Regions from separate parts of the Mus musculus genome. Here all the other regions are linked to region 4. Evidence: chromatin contacts called from public HiChIP or PLAC-seq and promoter capture Hi-C data. All regions are on one chromosome and are shown on one strand. Each heading gives the region's core, a stretch centred on a gene start, on an enhancer-like site or on the middle of the called end of the contact. The rest is flanking DNA. Distances are from core to core; before and after follow the strand shown. Region 1 holds the start of Lamp2 (lysosomal-associated membrane protein 2). Region 2 has its middle 30 kb from the start of Lamp2. Region 3 holds the start of Rhox11 (reproductive homeobox 11). Region 4 holds the start of Tmem255a (transmembrane protein 255A).

Region 1 (3,148 bases), core at 423-2,922, 200 kb before region 4:
ACTTAATCCCAGCACTGGAGATGGAGGCCGGGGGATCTCTGTGAGTTCTAGGCCAGCCTGGTCTATATGAGATCCAGGCCGGCCAGGGCCATGTAGGGAGACCCTGTCAAAAACAACAACAACAACAGAATGCAGATTTGTGGTTATGAATATTTGGGTTGGAGTGGGGGACTGGGGTAGAATTAACTAAATCTATAAAGTTCCACAGAAAAATCCTCACCAGTGTCTCATGGAATTTCTGAGAATTCACTAAACTGCCCCCACAAATCTCTTCTTAAGCTTATTTTTAAATAGAGCCACAGATTAAAGATCTCCCAAACTGCATGACTTTGAAGCTATGTTTTAGAGCTTCTCTTTGTCTTTTTATTTGTTTGTTTGTTTTGAAACAGGGTTTCTCTGTGCAAACAGAACCTGGCTGTCCTGAAACTTGCTCTGTAGAACAGGCTGACCTCAAACTCACAGAGATCTGCCTACCTCTGCCTCTGGAGTGCTGGGATTAAAGGCATGCGCCACCACGGCTTTTAGTACTTTTCTAAGTGCAGTTCATGGGCCTCAGCATCAGAATCACCCCAGGTGTTTGTTTAGTAAAGGAATAAGACAGGATGGGAGGAGAAACCCTGCAATCCAAGCTACTAGGCATGCCGAGGCAGAGGAATCATATGTTCAAGTGCCACCTGAACTACAGCTATACTTTAAGTGTAAGGTCAAACTATTAGGCAACTTAGTGAGGATTAAACCTCAAACAAACAGTAAGCTTGTAGGAAAAAGGGCATTTGTTTCAGAGTCTCTAAGGCATCATCAGGTAAAATAAACAAAACAAAAACTACTTCCAAAATCCCTGAGAAGAGTGTGTGTGTGTGTGTGTGTGTGTGTGTGAGTGTGTGTGTTTTGGGAAGCAACATTTGAAGGTCATTGCTTTATTCCAACTCTGGAGTTTTACGTTAATGTTGTTTTCCTCTGTTGTTTTGAGACATGTTTGTTTACTGTTCACTTGGCAAGCGTACAGAATACGGGTTAGTATGAACTCATTAGAGAACATTAACTGTATTTGTATTCCAGATAGAAAAATATCTGGGAGTTTATGTATTTTGTAAAGAGTGTCTCTGGGTAGTAATGGGAGTGATCTTGATTTCCTTCTATTCTTATTTCTCTCTCTTTTTTTCTTCCTCTATTTAAAAATATGCTTCCTCTTTCTGACTTCAATTTCCCCATCAAGGAAAGAGAGTGTTATAACTTTGAACTTCAAGAGCATGGTCTGATCTGGTCGTTAATGACTCCATACCCCCTAGCTTCCCTATCCACCTATAGTATAAACTGTGTAGGTGGTCTCTATACTTGAATAATCGTGTATTATTTTTTACATATATTTTCATATATAAATTTACATACATATATATCTTGAGAGGCCTAGCAGCCGTTTTGTTGCCAGAAAAAATGATGCTGTTTGTTCTCAAGGACCTAGAATAGAAATAACCCACTGTCTACAAGCATCAAAGTTCCTCCTTTCCTGCTAGCCTTAAAAAAATGCCCTCCTCGCACAACTCTTTCTAGTTTAATAATGGCTGTGAACCAAAAAGCCAGGGCGTGGCCACGCCGCCCTCCTGCCCGGACATCACCGCCTCCCTCTCAGTTTCTAAGCATGCTGATTGGCTGAAAGGAATAAAGAACCCCGCCCCTGGTCTTATGACTCCAGCTGAAGCGGCGAGTCCAGGCTTTTGCGGTGCCTGGGTGCCTCGGTCGGTGGTCTCTCGTGCTTTCGCTTCCGCAGGGCTGCGAGGGGATTCGTTGGAATTGTCGGTCCGGTGGTCGCCTGGCCTGAGGGATCACGATGTGCCTCTCTCCGGTTAAAGGCGCAAAGCTCATCCTGATCTTTCTGTTCCTAGGTGAGTTTTCGGGCCCTCTGGTGTCTTTGAGCCGGGCCCGGGGGATCGGGGAGTTTCAAAGGCCACAACCTGAAAGACTGGTCTTTGAGAAGGCTTTGAGAGACCGAACAGCTGACACTGGGCGGCGGCGGCCCGAGGCGGCGGCGGAGGGGGGACGCGGGGGGGCCGGGAGGGGGGGACACACGACCTGGAGGAAGGCCTGGCCGTGGGATGGCCCGCCAGGAGGGCCTCTGAGAGTAACAGCGGGGCAAGTAAGGGGACGAGGGAGGACGACGTCAAGGGATTAGGCAAGAGGAGCGCAGAGTTCTAGACCTCTGGGCTAGAGAGAGCAACTTGGAAAAAGAGTCGGGGAGCAGACACCGGGGAGGCTTGGTTTCCTGGATCAGGGGAGAGTTTTAAAGATGGTGAAAAAAAAGTGTAGAGCGAGAAATGAATTTGGAACGGAAGGCGCTGTACCCTCGTGAAATTATTGGGGAGGGGGAGGGCATAGGGGGGTAGGTAGATAGGACAGTAGGGCCCAAGGGACAGAGACACCGTTTTGGGAGCTTTGTAGGTAGGACTTGAGGCTGGGAGAAGCAGTGATTGAAGAGCTAAGGAATGGCCTTGGAGTTTTGAGAGTGAAGGGATACACACACACGTACATACATATACATATAGTGACTGGGGCTGGAGTAACTTCCGGAAAGAAAAGTTATATCCAACCTCTGGAGACTAAAGGGATGAGTTGATAACTTTGGTGGGGGGTGAGTATCTGACTTAAAGGTGGTGAGGATCTCGGTTTTTTTGTTTCGTTTTGTTTTTTTTTTTTTTTTTGTTATTGTTGTTGGTTTGCTTGATTTTTGTTGCTTTGTTTGTTTTTCTCGAATAACTTTCGCTACTTCCTCCCAGCCAGACACCGGACAGAAATACCCCTAGATGCTAAAGCCGGGGAGCTTCCAAGATGGTAATTGTGTATCTGAGCTTTGTATATTCAATCCATTTTCTTCACAACCGCTTGGATTTTTTTTTTTTTCTGCTTCTTTTTTTTCCTCACTACAGGTCAGCTTAGTCGTGGTTTTAAAGTGGTGGGAAGAGTTGCTGGGTTAATAATGTTGGTTGTTTGTGATCTGTCCCAATAGACTTGAGAGTCCATAACAGCCTAGGCTTGAACTTTGATCCCAGTGTCCTCCTGACCTGATTTACTCTGCTCCTTGTTACCTTGTGCCTTCTGCTGTTTGTGCTTTAATAAAGAGATAGAAGAAAAAGACCCACCAGAATGGGCTGGA
Region 2 (3,245 bases), core at 690-3,189, 230 kb before region 4:
TTAGGTAAATCTGATCTGGGCCTTTAATTTAGTCAGAAGATCTCTTCCTAGAAGCGGTGTGGGACACTCAGGAATGACCAAGAAGGAATGACTCACTTGGCCTTTCCCCAGATCTACAGTGCGTGCAGTGGTCCAGGGATATTGTTTCTGACCAGTGGCTCCAATCACTATGGTTCTTTTATTTTTTTAATTTTCTCAGTGGATGTTTCAACACAGAATGTTCTGCCCCTGTGTCAATTAAAAAGTCCATGGGAGTCTCTTTCACCATCAGGGTTACCCTAGACTCGGGGAGGGGGCCTGAGCCCCGTCTCCCCTATTTATCATCTTTCAGAGTCAGGACCTTAGGGGCCCTTCCCTTTTTCTTTGGGCATTCTCGTGCCCAATGTCCTTTTTCCTTGCAATAGGCACATTGGTCCTTCTCTAAAATCTTCTGGACAGATCTTCTTTCAGGTCTGGGTTCCTTGTTGCCCAGATACCCTGTCTGTCTATTCTCTGGCCTGTTCCTTCCTTCACGTTCCCCTACTACTGCCGCCAAAATCCTGCTTAAATTCCTCTCCTGTATTCTCTCTCTGTTTCTCTCTTGTGATACACCTTCTCTGCCTCCTTAACTAAATCTTGTAAAGCCATGGCATGTAATCTTTAAAAGCCATAGCAACCGCGGCTTGTTAACCCTCAGAGGTCGGGTTAAAAGGAGTATAGTATCTATAAGCTTCTATCAATCTTTCTAGAAAAACAGATGGGGGCTCTGTAAGGCCCTGCATCACTTCTCTTACCTTAGCCAAATTGGTGGGGCGTCTCATCGCTCCCTTTAGACTAGAGCCTGGCCAGTAAACTGTCAACCTCTCCTTACCTTGCGCCGTGTTGTAGTTCTAATCTGGCCGGTCCAGAGGGAACCCAGTGTTCTAATTGTACAGATCAGCCGATGAAAAAGGCCAATATTGGAGGGTCTGCAGAAACTGCCTGTCTGTGGGCAGGTTGCCCATAGCTCGCAAAGGAAAAGGCAGAAGTGGCGTCAGGAGCTTCATCTGCTGGGGGACTCTGGGCTTGTCGGCTCCGGGTCCCAGCTGTAGGTCCTCGGTCCTCAGACTGTGCCTTTAGCAATCTCAGAGCCGGGTGCAGGGACTGCTTCTTAGGGCAGAAAGGGAGGGCACTGTGCTGACCCACTCCAGTGCATGGGAGCAGCCGGGGGAGGGCTCTGAGAGGCGTGGGGGAACCCATGGTTTGATTTATGGCGGTGAATTCTGAATGAGGTAAGGCTGTTGATCCAGGTGGGACCAAGGTTTACTCTGAAAAACAATGGCTTTAACCTCAAAGATAAAGAGTAAACCAAAAGTCCCTTCCAGTGACCATTTTACATTAAAAGTCGGCCACTCGGAGGCGCAGAAAGTCTGCCAGGGTCCCTTCTTAATTTCTACTGAAAGATTATGGGCCCTTGATCTAACTTCAGTCCAGTGGTCTAATGTCAAACTTAGGGGGGTTGTTACAGTCCGTCCAGTACCATGGAAAATACAAAACAAACACAGAAAACACACATACACACACTGACAAATACCTGAAAACAGACACAAAAAACAAATACACACTGACAAATGCCTGAAAACAGACACAAAAAAAAAACAAACACACACTGACAGATGCCTGTTTTCCATCAAACAGACAAAACCAACTCAGAAATGCAGATTGTCAAGGGAGTATACTCCCCGCCTCAGACAGACTCCTAGAGTCCTTCCCCTCGCTCAGGGCTTCAGAAATACAGATGGTCAAGGGAGTACACTCCCCGCCCCAGACGGACTCCTAGAGTCCTTCCCCTCGCTCAGGGCATCAGAAATACAGATGGTCGAGGGAGTACACTCCCTGCCCCAGACGGACTCCTAGAGTCCTTCCCCTCGCTCAGGGCGTCCCCCAGAGCGAACAGCAGCCGGTGATTCCAGCACGTCTGCTGTTTACACTCAGTGCCTCATCCCGAGGCAAAGGTCGACGTTGCGGCTGCAAATTTCAGCACAGAACCTAGCCGGCTTACAGAAATATTTTGGACAAAAAATTTCACCTCCAACTGGGTCTTCGGAGATGTGGGTGGTCACGCCAATCCCGGGACGAGCCCCCAAATGAAAGACTCCGAGAGGAGCCCCTCTCTCAGGCCTCAGGACAATAGCGGATACCCAAGAACTCACGACAGATTGAGCTTGTTGCAAACCACATGAGGCTTTATTCGGGGAAAGCCAGAGCTCTGTGGACGACTCATATCCCACGCAGGGGTAGAGGAGTCGACCTCGAGGGGAAAGAGTTCCCAGTTTTTATAGGCCCTCAGGGGGGAAAGGAGAAGGGGGAGATTAGGGGATTTCCAGATCTAAACAATGTCTATTCTCAAGAAATGAGTATGGGAGGGGTACAAGGAAAGAGTCTAATGAAGGTGCAGCAATGGGCACACACCTGGTCAGAACATTGGCAGACACACAGGTTCAAGGAGTGGCCAGAGCATTGTGCACCTCTATTTTTCTAAATCAGTGAAGCTAGTTCTGCTAACACTGACGTCTATCTTGCCAATTTCAGGGCTTCTGTGTCCTTTTACATTCTGCCAGGATCTTTCAACAGTATGATTCTTAACTGTAGCAAATTTACCATTATGGAGTAGCAACGAAAACAATGTTATGGTTGGGGGTCACCACAATATGAGGAAGTGTATTGTGATGGTTTGAATATGCTTGGCCCAGGGAATGGCACTCTTAGCAGGTATGGCCTTGGAGTACGTGTGTCACTGTGGGTGTGGGCTTTAATACTCTAGTCCTAGCTTCCTGGAAGTGAGTATTCTGCAAGCAGCCTTCAGATGATGTAGAACTCTCAGCTCCTCCTGTGCCATGCCTGCCTGAGTGCTGCCAAGCTTCCTGCCTTGATGATAATGGACTGAACCTCTGAACCTGTAAGGCAGCCCCAATTATATGTTGTGTTTTATAAGACTTGCCTTGGTCATGGTGTCTGTTCACAGCAGTATAAACCCTAAGACATATATTAAAGGGTCTCAGTTATAGGAAGGCTGAGAACCACTGCTTTAGACGATTATGCTCTGTTTTCCTTTCACATTGTGTGCATCCCCTGAATTCTATCTCTAGATGCTGAGAGAGGCATTCCCGTCCTTTGCCAGTGCATCCTCTGCTGGGTTCTCAAGTAGACCTTGCAGAAGCAGCATTGGTAACGTTATTTCTGTTCCTCAGGGTTCTTCTCTAATAGTCCTTTCTCTATTGTGTCTC
Region 3 (3,215 bases), core at 51-2,550, 170 kb after region 4:
GAGAAGCAGGAACAAGCAGGTTGCCTTAGCAAGATTCAACTGAAGTCACCCTTGCAGCTTGGGGTAAGGTCGCCAGGAATAAGAGTGGTAGGCAGAATGATGGCCTCTCATGGACCCTATAAATCTCCTAACCTTGTAGTTTGTGGATATGGCTTCAGAAAATTCTGGATACCCAGTGACTCCTGAAAGTAATTAAAGTTTAGGCCATAAAAAACAAACAAACAAACAAAACGACAACCTTCTGTTCTGGAAGGCTCCCTGGTACACTAAAGAAGACCTCCCTAAACATTTTAAACTGTGACCTTTTTGGACCTGAAATTTTATGTGATCAAAGGTAAACAGGCACAAAACACTTGTACCCAAATCAAACACTGACTAATAATGAACCATGAAGACTTTTACTTTATATACTATAAAAGGGCCCCAGACATTAGCACAACTAACTCCATGATGGAAGTACCATTCAGGTAATAAAACTAAGCACATAGACAGTACCCTTCATCAAAATAAAAACAAAGATCTAATCTATCAAAGTCCATAGTTTTGGGAAAGTCTCCAAATGGACTGACCTTGCTTTTTTGGCTTCTGTAGTTCTGCTTCTGGCTAACTCTTCTTGTTAATTGAAATATGTCAGCCCAGGATGTGTTTTTTATGTTTGGTAGCTCATCCTGAGACAATCTGGGAGCTATACTGGGGTCACAAACACTTAAACTGGTGTCCAAGTATTCTTCTCTGGTGGATACAACAAAAATACATATACATCATATACATATAATTATATTCTTTGTTAAAATTGCAAACACATCTTTATATTTACACACATATGCTTTTATTTTTTTTTATACAAAATTAAATCATGGCCTAATTTGGCTTTCTAGGATGGAAAGGATCAGCCAACATTTTTTCAGAGTTGTTCCATTATTTTGACTTCATAATTTACATAATGAGAATGCTTCAAATAATAGGTAGTACAAAGAGATGAAGCTTTATTTAGGGTCACATAAAAATAGGAAATTATATCCTAAAACGGTAGTTTATTTAGTTATCTTATTTTTATTGATATTCTGCCTTCACATCTAAATCAGCCTAAAATGCATTCTAAGCCATAGTCAAGATCCTGTCTTAGACCCAGGGAAACTCCTTAACTGAGATCCAACTAGGGCTTCACTTCTCATATGAGTTAGAAAACTAACGTTCTGTTTTAAGTCGCCCTTTTTGCCACGCCCGTTTATGACAACTGTCTTATTCTATAGGGCAGATTCACACAAAGTTCTACCCCGTGTGTGCCTAAACTAGAGCCTCACACAGGTTTGTGAGTTGAAAGCCAGTAGCATCGGTGGAGGAGGACGAGTGTCTGTGTCAGAGAGGAACGTGTGTAGCCTAGGGTAACAATTTAGAGGGCTTCAAGGAGCAGAGCCCCATTGGAAACCACAAGAGTGTGCCTTCTGACGAGCATAGATCATGTCCCGTAAGTACTTCTACTTCGACTACGACTACTATGGGATGAGCTTCTGTGAGGAAGAAATCACGACTGAACCCGAGGAAAAGGTGGCCTACACATCAAACAGTGGCGGCTTCGCCGATGAAGTAACAGGCATCCCGAAAGAGGGCCACCAGAGCTCTATAGGCGAGCATAGCTGTGTCATGCCTAACACTCAGGACACTGGGCGAGAAGAGCCAGAGGAGACCAGTAAGGTGGCCGAGACCAGTGAGCAGTCGTTATTCAGGATTCCTCGGAAAGCATACAGATTTACACCTGGACAGCTGTGGGAACTGCAAGCAGTGTTCGTAGAAAATCAGTATCCAGATGCCCTCAAAAGGTGTGTGTTCCGGGTTTGTCCCTCGGGCTCTTTTTCCTCTCCCCTGACCCCTTTCCACTCTTGTTAAAATGTTTTAAAGTCTTTGAGATTCAGCACATAGATTCACTCACAGTGGCATACCTTTGTCCCTGAGGTACAATCTCCTCAGAGCTTCAGGAGACATAGCCTCAGCGGACGCGGCGGGAGTGCGCCCTCTAGCGAGCTCAAGCCGTAACAAAGACTGAATCTGAATAAAACCTAACTAAACCTACACGGCAGTAGTGGAGGGTTTTGCAAAGCAGTGGCAGGCCCCCTGCATGCATTTTGTTGCGAGGGCTACCAGGGTGGTCACAGCCTCTCTTTAGTTTTATTAAATCTAAATCGGGGTCTGTCTGAGTTGTGCAGGCTGGCCTTGAATCAACTCTGTATCCCTGCTCGCCGTCCTTGAACTTTTGACCCTCCTGTCTCAGCCTCTTGTCTTAGCTGAGATTACTGGCAGCAGGGTTGACCTCCTTCCCCTCTCGGCCTTAAACCCACGAAGTTTTCAGCTAACTTTGTGCTGGTGGTTGGGGAGAGTTATTATCGAGAGGTTCTGAGTGGAATTTGTTTTCTCTATCGGTTAAAGAATTGAAAGGCAGGAAAGGTTCCAGACTCGGCAGGCAGCAATAGGTAACAAAGCTATTAAAACGGAAATAAGACTGGTGCAAGGCAAGGCAGGCAGAGAGATGCCCCTCTACTAAGTAGATAGGGGCATCTGAAAATGAAATGTTTTTTTTTCATCTGGGGGTGTATGTGTCAGCCTACCAAAACTGCTCATTCTTAGACTAGTCGTTTTAGACAAAGAAAGGCAAGCTGACAGGTTCATAGCTTCATGTAAACTGAAATATGATCAGGACAGGCTTTGAACGTACCTGACCAGACTGCAGTGGTCAGCCAAAGGCAGGAGAAAAGGCCCACTAGGCCTTTGTCTCAGGTGAAGAAGGTGAAGAAGGAGCAGAAGGTTTCCCCTCTTACTCGTCTGAGGCCCCTTTCCCTAGCTGTCTTCAGGTCTGGGGTTTGTTTAGCTCTTAGTCCCCCCACGAGGAGACCTCTCCTGGAGGACTGGGGTTGCATGCTTGGTGCGAACGAGGTCCCTGGAATGCTCACTGACCACTCCTTCGGTTGCTTTCATTGAAAAGATTATCCTTAAATACAGAAACATAAAAGCCTAAACCAAATCTGAAGGTCAAAATTGAGCAGCCTGAAGTCTTGTCAAGTGGTTTGGGGACAGGTCTCTGGGATCTTCTCTATGATACCAAAGGAAAACCTGAACCCATTAAACAACTGCCCTTCCCATGTCCACAGGCTCTAGCTACCACTCTCCTGCCTTATTGCTCCTCTCTGGGTGCCTTGTCTAGGAACGTCACTTAAGGGAAA
Region 4 (3,185 bases), core at 129-2,628:
GGAGGGGTGTGTGTGTGTGTGTGCGCGCGCGCGCGCCGCTCCCGGGTGCGCACATGTATGAACATGTGTGTTTGTCGAGATGAGAGGTAGATGTCAGGGGTGGTCCTTAACCACTCTCTCCACCTTATTTTGTGAGACAGCATCTCCGCATTGGACCTGGAACTGGCCAGCACCCCTGGGGAATCCTCCTGTGTTTGCCTCCCCAAGGCTGGGATTACAAATAAGTGCTGTTGCACCTGATTTTTCACTTGGGTGCAGGGGCATGGGACTCAGACCTCGGGCTTGCCAAACAGATGCTTTGTATATTGACCCCCTCCCCCTAGCCTGTCTGGACAATTTTACACTTAGCTTGGATTGAGTTGTGGAAGCAGGGCTGGAGAGATGTCTCAGCCCTTAAAGGCTAGGCCTTCACAACCTAAATTAGGAGTTGTGCAAGCAGGGCCACAGAGCCTGCCTCCTTAGCAAGAGCATTTGATATCCAGGTTTGCATCTCACCTCTGTAATTTAGTAGCTGCAAAGGCATGGAGAGTTTCAACTGATACTCAGTTTCTTCATCTGCAAAATGGGTCTATGGATCATTCCTTTTTCTCCCTTACACGGCTGCTATGGTCTAAAAAAGCCTATCTTGATATAAAATCTCCTGGAACAAAAATACAAACTGGGGTACTGATAGAGTGTCATGTTTTCTTTAGCTGAACCTCCTTATAACTCTTGGGGGGGGTTGTTGCTTTTCAAATTATCAGTTGTGATGAATAAGGCTGTGTTCTCTGTCTCTAACTGTATAATTTTATACACTCCGGTCACATCCCTTCTCAGCCTTCATCGTTCTAGACTAAAGAGTGCGCATTTGTTTAATCTATCTTCATAAGGCATTCTGCCCCCCCTCCAACCACTACCATCCTTTTGATTATAGAGTGGCCCTTTTCTGGACTGTCTCCAGCTCCATTATGTTATTCTGGAAGCTGTAAGATCAGACCTGAACAAGTGTGTGTGTGTGTGTGTGTGTGTGTGTGTGTGTGTGTGTGTGCCTGTCTGTCTGTGTCACTGTGTGCATTCTCCAGCTCCGAACCTCTAACTCTGTCCCCCTCCCCAATTATGAATCTTGTAAAAGAAAAGATGATCGCCCAAGACCTTCTGTTCAAACTGGGAGAAGGCCCCTTGGCCTCAGGCTGAAGCCTCCTTTTTCTCTCTGCGCAGCTTTGGCCCCAAGGGGCGAAACGGTCTCCCTGTCTGGCAGGCTGGGAGGTGGATAACTAGGATGGGGAGGCCGAGGGGGGAGGAAGAAAGGGGGGGTCTTGCGCAAGCGCACGCTGCTGCATGGACGCCAATGCTGCTGCCTCCCGGAGCAGAGGGAGGCAGAAGAGGAGGGAGGGAGAAGAGGGGGAGGGAGGGGGAGGCGGCACTTGGGCTGCAGCTCTCAACCCGAGGCAGTCAGTCCCTCTCAGCGCTAGGGAAGACCGAGAGAGGCAGCGGCAGAGTAGGATGCTCTGCGGGGCGCCCTGAGCCAGGGGCTCTTGAAGCAGCTTCGGGGACAGGGGCAACTGGACAGCTTTCACCATGCATCAGTCCCTGACTCAGCAGCGGTCCAGCGACATGTCCCTTCCCGATTCCATGGGTAAGTCCTGTCCTCTGGGAGGCAGCAGTAAGGGGGTAAGTGCGTTGTCCCCAGGACAGCCAGCTCCTGCCTGCCCCAGTGCCAGCCAGAGAGAGGGCAACCGGGATGGGGGTCCACAAACTCGAGTATCTGGAAGGTGGACCAGAGCCCCAAGGGAGCGGCCCAGCTGTGACAAGTGTGACGCGCTTGAGATTGGAGCGCCAAGCTAGGGTTGGAGTAGCCTTACCTAGCCCGGAGTGCATGTGAGTGTGTGTGTGTGTGTGTGTGTGTGTGTGTGTGTGTGTGTGTGTACAGACTTGCAGCTGTGGTAAATCTCAGCTGTCTGGGCATCAAAACACTTCCTCCAAACCTGTGCCTTTGCTTTCGATTCGACGCTCCTTCTTTGCAAAGTCCACATCACTTCTAAGATCACGACTAATGATAATTAGAAGAAGCAGGATCTTACCCCCCCCCAACACTCACACACACACACACACACACACACACACACACACACACACACACTCACTCACTCTAGGTGATATCTTGAAATTCAGACCTGCAGTGGTCCGGGAGCTGATTTACACTTCGCAGACCCGGTGTGTGGGGTGGGGTGGTGGTGGTGGGGTGCTACTCAAGGGAATGGGGGTAGAAGAAAGGGTATGCTGGCAGGACGGGAAATCCTGGGGAATCACTCAAGACAGCACAGCCTGGACATACGTAGCAGAATGATCAGTCCTTGAATTTGATTTCTATTCTACTCCAAACGCAGAGAGAGAGAGAGAGAGAGAGAGAGAGAGAGAGAGAGAGAGAGAGAGAGAGAGAGAGAGAGAGAGAGAGAGAGAGAGAGGTGGGGGGTGGTGGTGGTGAGAGCACTAGAAAAATAGGATCCAGCGCAAGCCCGCGCATCTTCTGAAGTCGCGCTTTCCTCTTCAGCGGAATGAAGGGGGAGGGGCACCTTTCAACACCTTCCTAAAATCTAGAGGTCCGCTACCGTCTTGCACCAACTTGGAGGCCCCTCGAGGGTGCTTTTCGGTAGCTACAAACGAATTTTAAGAAATAAAAAACAAAACGAAACAAAACAAAACAATTGCCTTTCGCTGTTAGGCACCTTCCTAAGTCTTCGCTGGGAGAAGAAATTAATTTGGAGCCTTGGGTAAGAGTGAAGGGATTGTGGAGCCATAATTCCACCTAAACTTAAAAATTGTCACTTTAATCTAGCCCAATTCGTCGTTTCTATCATATTTCACATTCTGCAAAACTCCTCTGTCCCGAATCTCTGCCATTCAGTCTTCTCAGCTCTTCTCCGATGAATTTGCTGGAACATGCACAGGGGAGGGGCAAGGAGATTGAGCCCAGTGTGAGCTCTCCGCTGCCTGCAAAAGACTCAGTCGCAACAAATTTCGTTCAAGGGCCCCCGAAAGTGTTATCATCTGAACGGTGGAAGGCCTGTCAGTAGAAGCCCTGCACTTTTCATTTTTAAGGTCGTAGTTATCTGGTGCTGGATGCAAAATGAGGCCAAGGTCTGGGGTCCAAATCCGAACCCAGCAGTACCAGACTTTCCAGTACCCTCCCCGCCCCCCACTCCACC

Evidence for each region. Promoter capture Hi-C pulls out the DNA fragments that hold promoters and counts their contacts. HiChIP or PLAC-seq counts read pairs in DNA pulled down with a chosen protein or histone mark.
Region 1: a contact with region 4 is called in an H3K27ac HiChIP or PLAC-seq map of stem cell-derived neural progenitor cells, with 4 times the contacts expected there. The contact joins the promoter of Lamp2 here to the promoter of Tmem255a in region 4. A contact is called at or near these places in 10 of 39 promoter capture datasets (the 3T3-L1 cell line, the C10 cell line, the HPC-7 cell line and 7 more), 6 of 484 Hi-C or Micro-C datasets (cortical neurons, differentiating embryonic stem cells, embryonic fibroblasts and 3 more), 16 of 115 datasets of contacts at active chromatin or transcription factors (astrocytes, bone marrow-derived dendritic cells, cardiomyocytes and 9 more) and 5 of 9 other capture datasets (adipose tissue, embryonic stem cells, liver and 2 more).
Region 2: a contact with region 4 is called in a promoter capture Hi-C map of liver. The contact joins the enhancer-like site here to the promoter of Tmem255a in region 4. A contact is called at or near these places in 8 of 39 promoter capture datasets (the C10 cell line, embryonic stem cells, liver and 4 more), 2 of 484 Hi-C or Micro-C datasets (cerebral cortex and embryonic stem cells) and 3 of 9 other capture datasets (adipose tissue, macrophages and pancreatic islet).
Region 3: a promoter capture Hi-C map of liver shows a contact between it and region 4. The contact joins the promoter of Rhox11 here to the promoter of Tmem255a in region 4. A contact is called at or near these places in 17 of 39 promoter capture datasets (the 3T3-L1 cell line, the C10 cell line, the HPC-7 cell line and 8 more), 2 of 484 Hi-C or Micro-C datasets (nephron progenitors and neural progenitor cells) and 1 of 9 other capture datasets (liver).

Annotation. Positions count from the first base shown.
Region 1 is chrX:38,454,984-38,458,131 of GRCm38.p6, reverse strand. Lamp2 (lysosomal-associated membrane protein 2) reads left to right here and starts at 1,672. Exons shown (of 9, transcript NM_001017959.2): 1 at 1,672-1,883. The coding sequence starts at 1,829. It overlaps LOC115489130 (a long non-coding RNA gene), which reads left to right and starts at 1,890. Exons shown (of 2, transcript XR_003953097.1): 1 at 1,890-2,826.
Region 2 is chrX:38,484,410-38,487,654 of GRCm38.p6, reverse strand. No RefSeq gene overlaps it. Among named protein-coding and RNA genes, the nearest start is that of Lamp2, 30 kb to the right of the region's middle. Within about 2 kb of position 1,939, at least 6 of the 459 cell types and tissues checked have an H3K27ac peak or open chromatin away from gene starts, as enhancers often do. A contact at or near this core is called in liver, where this site is marked.
Region 3 is chrX:38,083,224-38,086,438 of GRCm38.p6, reverse strand. Rhox11 (reproductive homeobox 11) reads left to right here and starts at 1,300. Exons shown (of 3, transcript NM_198598.2): 1 at 1,300-1,820. The coding sequence starts at 1,462.
Region 4 is chrX:38,250,674-38,253,858 of GRCm38.p6, reverse strand. It overlaps Tmem255a (transmembrane protein 255A), which reads left to right and starts at 1,378. Exons shown (of 10, transcript NM_172930.4): 1 at 1,378-1,615. The coding sequence starts at 1,558.